2 separate regions of the Danio rerio genome follow, and region 1 is linked to region 2. A link is a contact called in public HiCAR-type data. All regions are on one chromosome and are shown on one strand. The core of a region is the stretch at or near the end of the contact, and the rest is flanking DNA. Distances in the headings are between cores, read along the strand shown. Region 1 overlaps plpp3 (phospholipid phosphatase 3). Region 2 has its middle 17 kb from the start of bloc1s2.

Evidence for each region. HiCAR-type assays count read pairs that join an accessible place to other places.
Region 1: a contact with region 2 is called in a HiCAR-type map of caudal fin, with 5 times the contacts expected there. The contact joins two enhancer-like sites.

The regions. Positions count from the first base shown.
Region 1 is chr20:8,159,385-8,165,838 of GRCz12tu, forward strand. plpp3 (phospholipid phosphatase 3) reads right to left here. Exons shown (of 6, transcript XM_003200678.7): 6 at 1-149. The coding sequence ends at 21. Among named protein-coding and RNA genes, the nearest start is that of plpp3, 52 kb to the right of the region's middle. Within about 2 kb of position 2,142, at least 10 of the 62 cell types and tissues checked have an H3K27ac peak or open chromatin away from gene starts, as enhancers often do. A contact at or near this core is called in caudal fin, where this site is marked.
Region 2 is chr20:7,755,822-7,762,282 of GRCz12tu, forward strand. No RefSeq gene overlaps it. Among named protein-coding and RNA genes, the nearest start is that of bloc1s2, 17 kb to the left of the region's middle. Within about 2 kb of position 1,325, at least 12 of the 62 cell types and tissues checked have an H3K27ac peak or open chromatin away from gene starts, as enhancers often do. A contact at or near this core is called in caudal fin, where this site is marked.

The DNA.
Region 1 (6,454 bases), core at 892-3,391, 400 kb after region 2:
CAGCCTCCCGGTCCTCCATCCTACACCATGTTGTGATGGTTGTTCCTCTCGATGATGTCAGAAGAAGGGAGCAGCTCTTTCTTGATTGGCGAGGGCGGCGGGGTGGCTGTCTTAGCTTTGGGTTTGAAGAGATCTGATACGTAAAAGACCTAGAAGAGGAGCATAAAAAAGAACAAAACACCATTAGATTGTTCATTTGAGAGCCAACAAAGGGTGGAAATCAACTATGCTTACAACATTACTGGCTTTCAGCAACAATTATTTTTCAAAGGCACCTTTGGTTGAAGCCTTTAAAGCCCGAAAAAAGGCTTTAGCCTTTTTGGTTGGTTACTTTTTTGTGCACTACAGTGGATCTCAATTTGACTTTACTCAATTTCTAATTGTAATTCCAGACTAAATTTGCCACCTCATTTCAGATTGAGTTAAATGTATAAGTTTCACTAGAACTAACAAGATAATTCAATTTTGTTCTGAATAAGGCATGATCCTGGTTGCCAAGGTGTTCTAGATGGATAGATGGTTGCTTGGAAGATAAGAAGAAGGAAAAGATCATCAAAATCCTAACAGCTGCATTAAAACACACTAAAACTGTCTGTGCTGACATGCAACGCGATTGCAATTTGGCCTTCCAGAGTTTGAATTCCAGCTCATAGACCTTTCCCGATGCCATGCCCATATCTCCCTCTCTCTCTATCTCCTACTCCATTTCCTGTTTAACTACTGTCCTAATAGAGGCAAAACCCAGTCCTGAAACTGGAACTGCCATAATTTCAAACAAAGTCTGTCTTAAACTCATGTTTCTGTCCGAAATTCAAAACATACTGCAAGTGCAAACGTTCTGGAACAATTCACTCAAACTGGTAAACACAATAAAATATGTGTATGGCACATCTGCCTACATTTGTCTCTGAAAATCTGGGAGACCAGGAAAAGAGGTTTTGGTTCAGGGGTGAGGTGTCTGAAAAACACTGTTGAAAACTGGTTAGTAACTGTACTATGGACCAGGTTTAAGGCGGCCTCTGCGATCAGATACTATGCCAGATAGTAGGCGACCCGGGGGTGTTACAGACTGTACTCAAAAGCTAAGGACCGTGAGGGGGAGGTAATGTGGGGATGAAATTATTGGAGTTTTCTGGGAAAAATAACAAAACGGGAGGATGGTGGGAGATGGGTCTGAAATACGGGAGACTACCGAGAAAAACGGGAGTTTTGGCAGGTATGAGGTGCGGTTCTAAGGCTCTGCTTTCTTTTATGTCGAAATCTTTTCAAGTTCTTTTTACAGATTTTTTATAGGACAAATTGAAGCAACTTTTTTCAATTTTCTGTACAAAGCACTGAATAAATAAGTGTGATGAACTGAAGAGCTTGTGCAAAAATATCCACATCGCTATAATCAGATACAACTTAAATGGCAGTGCTGAGAAAACGGTAGTCAAGAAAGCATTTTGTTATCAACAGGAGGATGTGCGAACTTAACATTGCTATGAGCAGTGCGGCTGTTGTTGGGATGTTTTCTAACCATATACTATATTTTTAGAACTTTATCTTTACCTAAAGGAAAAAAAGAACAAGAACTTCTTAGCTTTCCTTATTATGCCAATTTAGACACAGATGACTAATAAATCCTTTGAAATATCCAATTATATAAAGGCTGGCAATCCATCATCCATGACATCCGGATGTGTATGAGGTCACACATCTGATAAGAATGACAAACGAACACCACATGCCTTAAAAACACTGACTCAGTAGGGAAGATAAAGAGCAACCTCCTCGGTTCCTTTGTTCAATCCTTGACTCTGAGGAAGGAGTGTGTTCAGTACGCTCTCATTTGCCGTGGGAAGAACTTTGTTGTGAAAGAAAAGATGCCCGACAGCCCTCCTTTACATCCTGGTGACATCACAGGAAACTAGGGAGGGTACTGAGGAAGTGTGCCCTTGGCATTAAACTAGGCTTGCACCCAAAAGATTTACAAAGAGCCGAAAATACGCAAGTCTGAGTCACATGGCCTTCATGCCAAAGACAGAATGCTTTCTTGGTAATGTTGGCCTGAGGGATATTTCACCGTCTATGCTACTGAAGCATGCAGAACAGCTGACGGTGGAATCAGCGATTCCAGAAACCCTGCCAACACATAAACACACGCTATTTATGAGGGTGTGAAGAGTATGGGGCCAGTGTGTGACAGGGAAAGAGGTCAGTGTTTAGGGTTGCTAACAGCTAAATTGTCCTGACACGCTTCAGGAGCTGCTGTCAACCCCTGAGCGGCAAACTGCCCTTGGGTGATGCCAAGGGGGGAGAATGAGCACAGGCTTGCACACAAAATAAAAAAAGGGATTTCCTATTTGGTTGTGTGGGTGACAGGCCTGAGTAATAGAGCAGATTTGTGAAAAGAGATAGAAAGTGAACACAGAGGCCATCGAAGTTCTGGAATCATCTTTCCAGCAGCTGTTTCTTGCATATCCTCTCAGTGGAAGGCGTTATGCACGCATACAAAGAGAGCTTTATCCAAAGGTTACAGCGGATGAATTCATCCTATAGGGCCTCCTGTAAGCGTCTTCTTTCCATGTGAGTGAACGTATGCCAGAAAGATCATGACATTTCCAGAGTGACCTTTAGATTGCGCTGCCATGACATCAGGAAACTGGATCTAGATCCTCGGCTTCTTTGCAGATACAAAGAAATTCTTTTCAGAAGCAATGATGTCAGACGTGGGCTTTTTGGTCAACGATCGAACCAAGTAGCCATTGAAAACACATCTGAACAATATGCTGTTTAATTATGGTAATAAGTCCACTGATTTGATACATTATGTTATAACGAATGCATAATTGTACATATAATGCTAGATATATTTTGTATTGATTTAACAGTATTTAACTTGATGGTAAATCCTTAAAAATGAAAGTTAAATTTAACTTTGTGACAAACATATAATTATATTATTAACGTCTTGTAGAATGTACCCTGAATTAATAATGATAATAATAATAATAATAATAATAATAATAATAAGAAGAAGAAGAAGAAGAAGAAGAAAAAGAAGAAGAAGAAGTATAACAACTATGGTTGATGTCTATCGATGAGCGATAGACATCACAATGCTGAGCTGGTATCGCAATCATCCGCCCCGCTCCTGTTGCAAATCTGCTCGTAAGAAATACACACTTAAGGCTTGTACACATCGGGACACTTTTAGTTTGCGTTTATCATCAGCATTTTTTTAGACGTTTTTCCGAGTTTAAACTCAAGCGATTTCCACTGCCGTCGAGCAGAAGAGTATGCAACTATTTGTCGCCTATGACGATGATGCCATCATCCATCGTGATGTTCCACATTAGACGTTGTATGTACAATGCCAAATTGGTCGACATCGCCTAACCCTAATGACAACACATTGACAAAGGAATAATAAAGCCGTTGCTCTTCAATATTTTCATTTTAACTGGAATAAAATACAGCTTATTATTTATAAATAACATAACTAATATTTTCGGGCAATCCCCAAATATTTAAAACAATTGTGCGTTAGATTTTAGGAACGCAGACACAAGCCAGAGTTAAGTGTTAATTGTGTTCAAATCTGCAGGGTTTGTGCAATTATGTGTTATCACATAAGCCATCAGCTTCAAGCAAACAGTAAGCTTTACTGTCCAACATGACTCAGGAATCTTCTCCTACAATAGTCTGCTTGATGCAGTGTCACCTCTGACCTGCAATCATAGACGGCCAATGAACCTGTGTCATGGGGTGACAGCTTCCTGTGTCAGAGCCCTCTGTCTGAAAGTGTTCTTCCAAAGCAAACTCACTTCATTGTGTTTAAATGCTCAGTCAGCACCAGGAAGCTGTTTTGCGTGTTTGTCTAAGCCTGTGTGTGTAAGTTGACCTTACTGCAGTGTCATTAACAGCATGCAAAGGAGTTTAGTTAAGATGCTCCTTAGTAGTCTGTTACTGGAGGATTATACTTTGGTGCATATTCTTATTCCTACTATATTAGTTTAATAAATGTAAACGTTTTATAAAATTTAAAATACTGTACTAGTGTTTTGTATGGATTTTCTCAACAAAGGTACATTTACATAACTGGTAGTTCATTTGTGCTGGGTTAGATCCAACCTAAAGTTGATTTATACTTATGCGTCGAGTGCACCTGTAAGCTCTGGCGCAGCCTTCGTGCGGTTGCATAACCCTCACCATGGCTGATGCACATGTAACTACACGTCGCAACAATGTTTAGTGAAAGCTGTCTGGTTGGTCGGCTTGGTAGCAGTGACGAACAGAGGCAGTGCTAAGAGTGATTGTTTACAAGTCCCATGAACAAGCTCCAGATGGAGCCTTTTGTTTTGTGATTACCTTATGATTAAAGTTGTTGCATTTACGCATGTTCCCAGCTCTAAATGAATGAGGTTTAGCTACTTGTAGTGTTCAGAAAAAAAACTAAACACTATAGTTCATATATGTTTTGGTTGAAGTACAGACATTTAGCCATGAAAATACTACTCGTTAAGGCTGATTTATACTTCTGTGTCAAACGCACAGGTATGCTATGGCGCGGCCTACGCGTGGACGAATAGCCCTCGCCGTGGCTGTTAACGTCACTGACGCGACCTCCCAAAAAAATTTAACTACACGCCGCAACCATGCGTAGCGCAAGCTCTGTGATTGGTCGGCTTGGTAGTGCTGACGAGTGTGGGCGGGACAGAGAGCCTTCTCCAAATTCAACCAGAACAGGTCTGCCCTATAATGGAGTTCCTATAACAAGCCAGTGTGAAACAGTCTATGGACCTGGAAGAGTGCTTGGTAAAAGTTTATCAAAGTGAGAAAAAGTCTATTACAGGGGTGTCCAAACCCAGTCTTGGAGGACAGGTTGCTTGCTGAGTTTAGCTCCAACTTACTTCAACACACCTGCCAGGACGTTTTTAGTTGATCTAGTAAAATCTTGATTAGCTGGTTCAGGTGTGTCTGATTAGGGTTGGAGCTAAACTCTCCAGGACACCGGCGCTCCAGGATCAAGTTTGGACACCACTGGTCTATTACAAAACATTATCTTTAAACTGTAATGCGAAGCACGAGGGTATCAAGTTGCCTAATGAACTATTTTAGTCTCCCTGTCTTTATTATATTAATGTGGTTTGACATCATCTACATGGCACACTAACTTCCCCCCTTGAGCAGTTCCTCTCTCACACATACTTAATCAGACAGGAAATGAAACATAGAATTTGTCACCATCCAACCATTGTGCCAGATAGTCAAAATATCAACATAACACACACTTATTTTGGATATAGGGCTGGGAGGGCACACCAACTGAATCCAAATTTGTCTCCAATGAACCTTTCTGAGCCTCTGTCGCTTTTCACTGATGCCTTTATGGACTTGGGATTGAGATGAACTGTGAACAGGTTCATAGAAGACATGTCAGTCTGGGTGTGTGCACATGTGTGTGGTCTTCCACTGGATTGGGTGTGCCTAAACCCAAAAAGTGCCAAACACAGCACATGATTATGTGTGAGAGTGTGTTGCTTATGTTATGCATATGTCTTAAATTGTACTTTCAGGCACTGAGCCACATCTGCATAATAATTGTGGAGACTAAGTTGTGTTTTGGCTGCTTGCTCTCCTGCGTAACATTAGTAAAGTTTAATAACACTGTTAAAATTCCCTTTCTTCTTACACACAACCGCACTATTTTGAGCCTGAGACAGCCTCTATTACCATGACTACATGGTGAGCGCTGTTGCAGCCACTGGAAAAAAGGAATCAAGCTTGTGCCCGACATATGGGAGGGAGAGATATGATATCGGGACAACCATCTTTGCCACCCAAGCCAGACCAGAAACACTTAACTATGGACTGTTATCGCAGTAGGAACTGGAGTCCGGAGTATTGAACATGACCCACTGTGATCCTGAGGAATGGTGAGATACTGTTAGCCAGGATCTGAGAACTCAAGGGGTGTTGTGAATATCGAGAGAGAGGGTGGGAAGAGGAAAAAGCTGTTTGAGCACTGGCCTCCAGCTGTTTCCACCCTTGTCTAGTCCTGCAGGAAACACCTCTGCAACTGAGCCGTAGCAGCAGCCAACCTCTTACACTCTCTCCATCCATGTCAGCAGCTTAGAAAGTGGGCTATGTTTGATGACATGAACAAACAGCTCACGCCACTCTCTAACAGGAAGGACCGGAGGATGTGGCCGCAGTCAACAGTCCAAAAGACAAAGAAGGAAAAAGTGGTTTCTTGAAGACTGAATCTCAAAGGTTTTCTAAGTTATGAATGAGACATTTAAACACATGCCAGGCTGCTTGACTTCATCGATTGTAACGCTAGTGGCTCTTGCCAAAATTTCTGATAAAAACCAGGCCAGAGTACAAAGAATTGCATGTAGGATTTTAGGAGCCTCCTTTTGAGATTGAATGAAACTGATGGCCTAGTTAGCATTGTACTGCTCAAGGT
Region 2 (6,461 bases), core at 75-2,574:
TAATTTACCCATATTGCTAAAAGTTTTCCTCATACAGTTGGATTCAGAACGATTAGTTCCCTTTTGAATTTTTTATTTTTATTTGTGTGTTTTATAGTTATTTCCTAAATAATGTTTAACAGAGCAAGGACATTTCCACAGTTTGTTTAATAATATTTTTTTCTTCTGGAGAAAGATTTGTTTGTTTTATATTGGCTAGAATAAAAACAGTTTGAAATTTGAATAAAATAAATAAAAGGACAAAATTATTAGCCCCTTTAAGCTATATATATTTTTTCGATAGTCTACAGAACAAACCATCGTTGCCTAATTACCCTCACCTGCCTAGTTAAGCCTTTAAACGTCACTTTAAGCTGTATAGAAGTGTCTTGAAAAAGATCTAGTATATATATATATATATATATATATATATATATATATATATATATATATATATATATATATATATATATATATATATATATATATATATATAATGTGTATTAGCCCTTCTGTGGATTTATTTTTTTTCTGTGGAATGATGTTCAACATTGCAAGGAAATTTCACTGTATTTCCATTATGTTTTCTTCTGAAGGATATCTTATCTGTTGTTGTTTTTTTTATTTAGAATAAAAATAAGTTTTTAATAATAGTAATCATAAACATTTTATGTCAATATTTTTAGCATCTTTTAGCAATAATTATTTTTCAGTTGGCTACAGAATAAGCCATTGTTATACAATGACTTGCCTAGTTACCCTAACTTGCCTAGTTAACCTAATTAACCCGGTAAAGTCTTTAAATTGCACCTTAAGCTGGATATTAATATCTTGCAAAATACATATAGTAAATATTATTTACTGCCATCATTTATTTCAAAAATGAAATAAATCAGTTATTAGAAATTAGTGATTAAACTATCATGTTCAGAAATGTGAAAATTATTATCTATTCTATTTTTTGGAATGGAATTAATTGTCTCATAAAATAATGAACAGACTTTTAGCAATTTTTTGGATCCACATCACATTATAGTGGAAAAATATATTTAAAAATCTCGATAATAGTTTCCATTATTCCATTATAGTATTTTATATGAAAAAGTGCTTAATGATCTTACCTTCTGCTGTTTATTTATTTATTCATTTATTTATTTATTTATTTTATTTATTTTTTTGCTCTCTTGACCGTGCTTGCAACTACAACCTCTCTATGAGCAGCTCTACCTCTGGGCTCAGTGGGTCTCCTGGTGCAGCTCCACCTCTGGATTCAGTGGGTCTCCTGGTGCAGCTCCACTTCTGGGTTGAGTGGGTCTCCTGGGTCAGCTCCACCACTAGGCTCACTGGGCCTCCTGGTGCAGCTCCACCTCTGGGATCAGTGGGTCTCCTGGTGCAGCTCCACCTCTGGGCTCAGTGTAGTACATCTACTAGCAGTGATTACAGAATTGGATACCAAATATCTGTTGCACAATGACATCATTTATAGAAAATAACATGTTATCAAAAAACTTGCATAAAAATTCCATATTTCCAAGATTCCACAAGTACAAATACCTTTATTGTTTTTAGTTTTATGATAATTTTTACTTAATGAAAATCTATTTTAACAACATAAGATTTAACAAAAACAACCAACAAATGATGCTGTATTAGTATGATATTTATCGACACCTCTATAGATATATTAAACAAATTAACCCATAATAACAATTAAAAACTCTCATTGGGGTTTTGTCTATTGTGAGAGAGGAGAGGGAGAAAGCATTCCTTACTGGCTGAATAACTGACTAAACAACTTAACATTGCTGCCAAACTAGTTCATAAAAAAGATTTGTGTTTAGATTTTTTTATTTGTATTAATACAAACATATACTTTTTAACTATACAAATGAGAGGCTTCAAACTTTTACACATCCACCAGAGGGCAGACTAAGCCCACACATAGTCAGCCTCAACCTTTCACCTGAATTTGACTGTAAGCCACACTGATAGATTTATAACCATGTATGGCGAGGTGCTCATCTACTCTGATAGTGGCAGATGTATCCAATGTTCAAGCTCTAATGTCAAGATACCAAAATAATCAGCATGAGGTCGTGTCATGCACTTTATAGACATGTGTAACACTCCATAACCATTGCTGCGTTCATTTTTTATTCATTTGATAACTAGCAAAGGTTTTGCTGTAGACTGCTTATGGATACACGATACAACATCACACCAGTCCTTTGATAAATGTAAAACTTTTTAAAGGCGAACCCAGATTTCCCCCACTTTTTATGTTTGATTTTAACCACAAACACATTCACAGCAGGCTGCATATACACTTGCCTGTTTACACCTCACCCTGTTATTTTAACCTAGAAAGATATTATCCCTCCACTGGTAGATTTACTCTTTTTAACTTAAACATATCTGACACATAAACACAGACACCGAGCCAATAATCAAGACTGTCTTTTCTCACTGATATCAGGTTTTTGTTATCTTTGAAAGAAACGGTAAGCTGTCCTTCACTCACTGTTACACATCACACAGAATAGAAGTACTTTTATTTATTATCTTCTTGCCTGGTGCTGATGTTTCTATGGCCACATGATTTGTTTTTCCACAAGCAGGCACTGCTTTGCTTTAAAAGAGCTTTACATTTTAATTTAGAGTCAAAAGAGGTTTGTATTACTTTAAGCTAAACTCTTTGTAACATTATTTGAAAGGAGAACTATTCATTGTGAATGAGAGAAAACTCAAAAATTGTGTTGCTTCAACTCATTTTAGTTTGAACAAATAGCAAACATGTTTTTTTTTCCCTTTTTTCTCACAGTTTTTAACACACCCCAGCAGACACACAACATTTAGGATGTTAATATTAGGTTAGATTTAGGTCACAATGTTATTCAAACCTCCAAAAACAACATGATGTTGATATTTAGTTGATTTTAGGTTGTGTTAGAAAGTGACCAAAATCCAATGTGGAGCCAACATCTTAAACCAGCGTCATATTAACGTCAAATACTGACATTTATTCGTCAGGTTTGGCATCCAAAATCCAACATCTGATAGACCTCATATTGATAACGTCCACACAATGTCAAGCTGTAACATTAATATTTTGTTGTTTTTAGGTTGTGAAAATAACCAAAATGCAGTACATATTCAACGTTGGACTTTGATTTCAGCCTGATGTTGGGTTCTGACGTCAACCCAATTTTTATTTCCAAACAAAATGCAACGTCCCATGATGTTGGGGTACAATGTCAATCTGACGTCATGTTGACATCCTGTGCCTGCTGGGACGTCACTCTTTTTGTTTAATTTGTAGATAACAGACGAACAAAAAATACATTAAAATGAAGATACAAATTACATCAAACGAAATTCGTTAAAAGGAGTTTTTTTTTCAACAAAATATGAAGTGAAAAACATTATTTTCTATTTTTCTGATCTATTGTATTTTATTTCAGTCGTATAAAGTAAGAATCCAAAGTAATTACAAATTTCGCTCAATCAGTTTGATTGATTTGACTGTCGTGGTCATTGTACATTATATGCACAGAAACAGAAATGAACTGATTCAGATGTGTGTTTGGAGTGTCAGAAAACATGAAATACCATAAAAGAAACAAATTCGACACAGTTCTGCAGCCTTAATGCAGTTAAGATTACAATAAAATAAAGTAGTCTTGATTATTTGCTGGTACAAATGTGTGAGAATTTTTGTGAATTTTCCACATGCTATACTATGAACTATTATAGAACCGTTAATGATGATATACCATTTACAAACTACAAAAACACTGCCAGTATTTTGGAGCCATATAAATATATTATACACACACACACACACACACACACACACACACACACACACACACACACACACACATATACATATATATATATATATATATATATATATATATATATATATATATATATATATATACATACATATATACATACATACATACAGTTGAAGTCACAATTATTAGCCCCCCTTTGATTTATTTATTTTTTTTCCAAAAGATGTTTAACAGAACAATTTTCACAGTACGTCTGATAAAATTGTTTTTTTTTTCTAGAGAAAGTAGTATTTGTTTTGTTCTGGCTAGAATAAAAGCAGTTTTTATTTTTTTAAACACCATTTTTACGTGTAACCCCCCCTGATAGCCTACAGAACAAACCATCATACAATAACTTGCCTAATTACCCTAACCTGCCCAGTTAACCTAATCATTCTGAGCTCAACTGTAAATATATATTCAGACTTTCTGACATGGATTCATGCACCCAAAGAACGAATTGTAGAAGTTTGGAACGTATAGTAAGTAGAGTGAGTTTTTATTTCACCCTAGAAATTAATTGGCCACACTTTCAGTTCACTTCTGCAGAATTTAGTCTGCAGTTACTCATCTATACCTTAGAGATCAGATTACTGGAAGTGTGTGACAGAGGGGTCTGTGGAAATGTTTGTGTCTAAGTATAATCGCCTTAGAGACATCTAATGCTATATGCTGCGAGTTTGTTATGTTTACTGTAATTAGATCCGGGAATGTTGCTTAGAACTCTCACTTGAAAGTGAAGGAAAAGTAACTGGACACAATGACTCATTAGTCAACACTTCCTCAAATGTACAGGCCCTTCAGCCGCTATTAGTAGACTTCAGTGATGATAGATGGTCATTGGTTAGTTCCTTAACCCACAATGTCTCCAGTCCTGTTTCTCCAGTCCTTATGTAAAACATGCTTAATTTCTAAAACAGCACTTAGTTCACAAACATCTGGCAAATATCTACAATTGCGGTCATGTTTTGAGTTGTTGTGTTTGCTGGCTGGACTGGGCGCTACACCCTCTTAAATAGTTTTAACATTGCAGGGCAAATCGCGGGCAGAGCAGCAGAGGTCAGGGATACAGCCATTTGTATGGATGTGGATTTTGGGCTTAATCACATTTTTTGACAAGGCTAATTATGAGCTGCTGTTCCAGTGGGTAATTAGTGTTGAGTGGTGCTAATGTTCTAGATGCCTTCGGGGCTTTTAAGTCTGCAAACCTGCTTCGCTTCACCACGCACTTTGAATTACTGCCAACTCTGGGTTTCGGATATTTTATAGGGCCAATGCTTTAAGAAACACATATTATATCTAGGGATGTCGATGTATTTATTTACTTTTAATCATTAATAATTGGATACTTTTGTGCACAATCATTGGGAAATTGTGTTTAACGTGTTTTTTTTTTTTGTCATTATTATGTCATTACTATTATTATCCAGCAAAGTAAACAGTTAGACTGAAGGATGAAAACCACTGAAAAAAATGTATTTTTGGCAAGATATTTTTTTCCTGCAAAGACGAACTCAAAAACTCTCTGTTTTTTTCCAAATTGTACCCAAAATTGGGGTGCATATAACTTATTTAAAATGTTAAAGCCTATAAAATGTCACCCCAAACCCAAATGTTTTACAGTAAGTCCATAATTCACATCAAATTATTTCAAGATTTACATTAATTTGTGTTCGGTACAACAATGAAGAGCTTGTTTACATTTTAGACAAGCTGCAAAAGAGAACAAGATGGCAGAAATCTTTTTATTTTCAATCAGAATTACATAGCAACATCAAAACATTGTAAATAAAAATTAGGGCTGTCAAATGGTTAAAAAAATGTATGTAATTAATCACACTTTTTTTTGTTACAAATCATGAGTAATCACAAAATGTAATCAATCATAATTAATCATGATTAATCCCAAAACGCCGTATTTATTCCAGAAATAAAAGCACAGGCATTAAATGCAACCCGGGCTCATTGTGGAAACATAGCCCCGTGGACGTTTCTGCGGACCGCGAGATACGTCCCGGGAGGAACGTATTAGAGCGGCTTTTGTTTTCGCGGATCCGTGAGAGGTCGCTGTGCGTGCTTTTTCGCGTCTCGGGCGCCTCTTGGGAGCGCGCGCCGATCGCGCCCGCGCCGTTCTCGCGCGAAAAGCCGCCAGATTGGCCGACTTGGCCGCCCTCCTCTTCCTCCTCCTCCTCCTCCTTCCCTAAACCCGAGCGACGGTTCGCAAAAGCCATCCAGAAAAAAAAAAGCAAAAGCCCTCGTCTTCGATTTCGACCAAGTTGTCGGATCCCGCCGCGTTCTCGCCCTTATTTTTCGGATTCTGTTTTTCGTCTTACCTGATTTTGGGAACCGCTTTTCCCCGGACTCGATCCCGGTCGTCGTCCTCGCGGCCGGCTCCTCCTCCTCCTCCGGGGCTTCGGCTCCGCCGACGCAATGCTGTGAGCTAAGCGGACAAACTGGTTGCATCGGGAAAGCCCTCCACTTGGAGGCGAGCCGTCGGCCGAGCGTGAAGAGGAGGGGCGGAGCAGCGCCACACCGCCCCGCAGCGTTCACTTTAAAAAAACTTAACGCGTCCGTACGTACCTCCGGCCACGTAAATCACGGGCTCCGGAAACGTCCGCGGGGCTACGTTTCCAAAATGAGCTT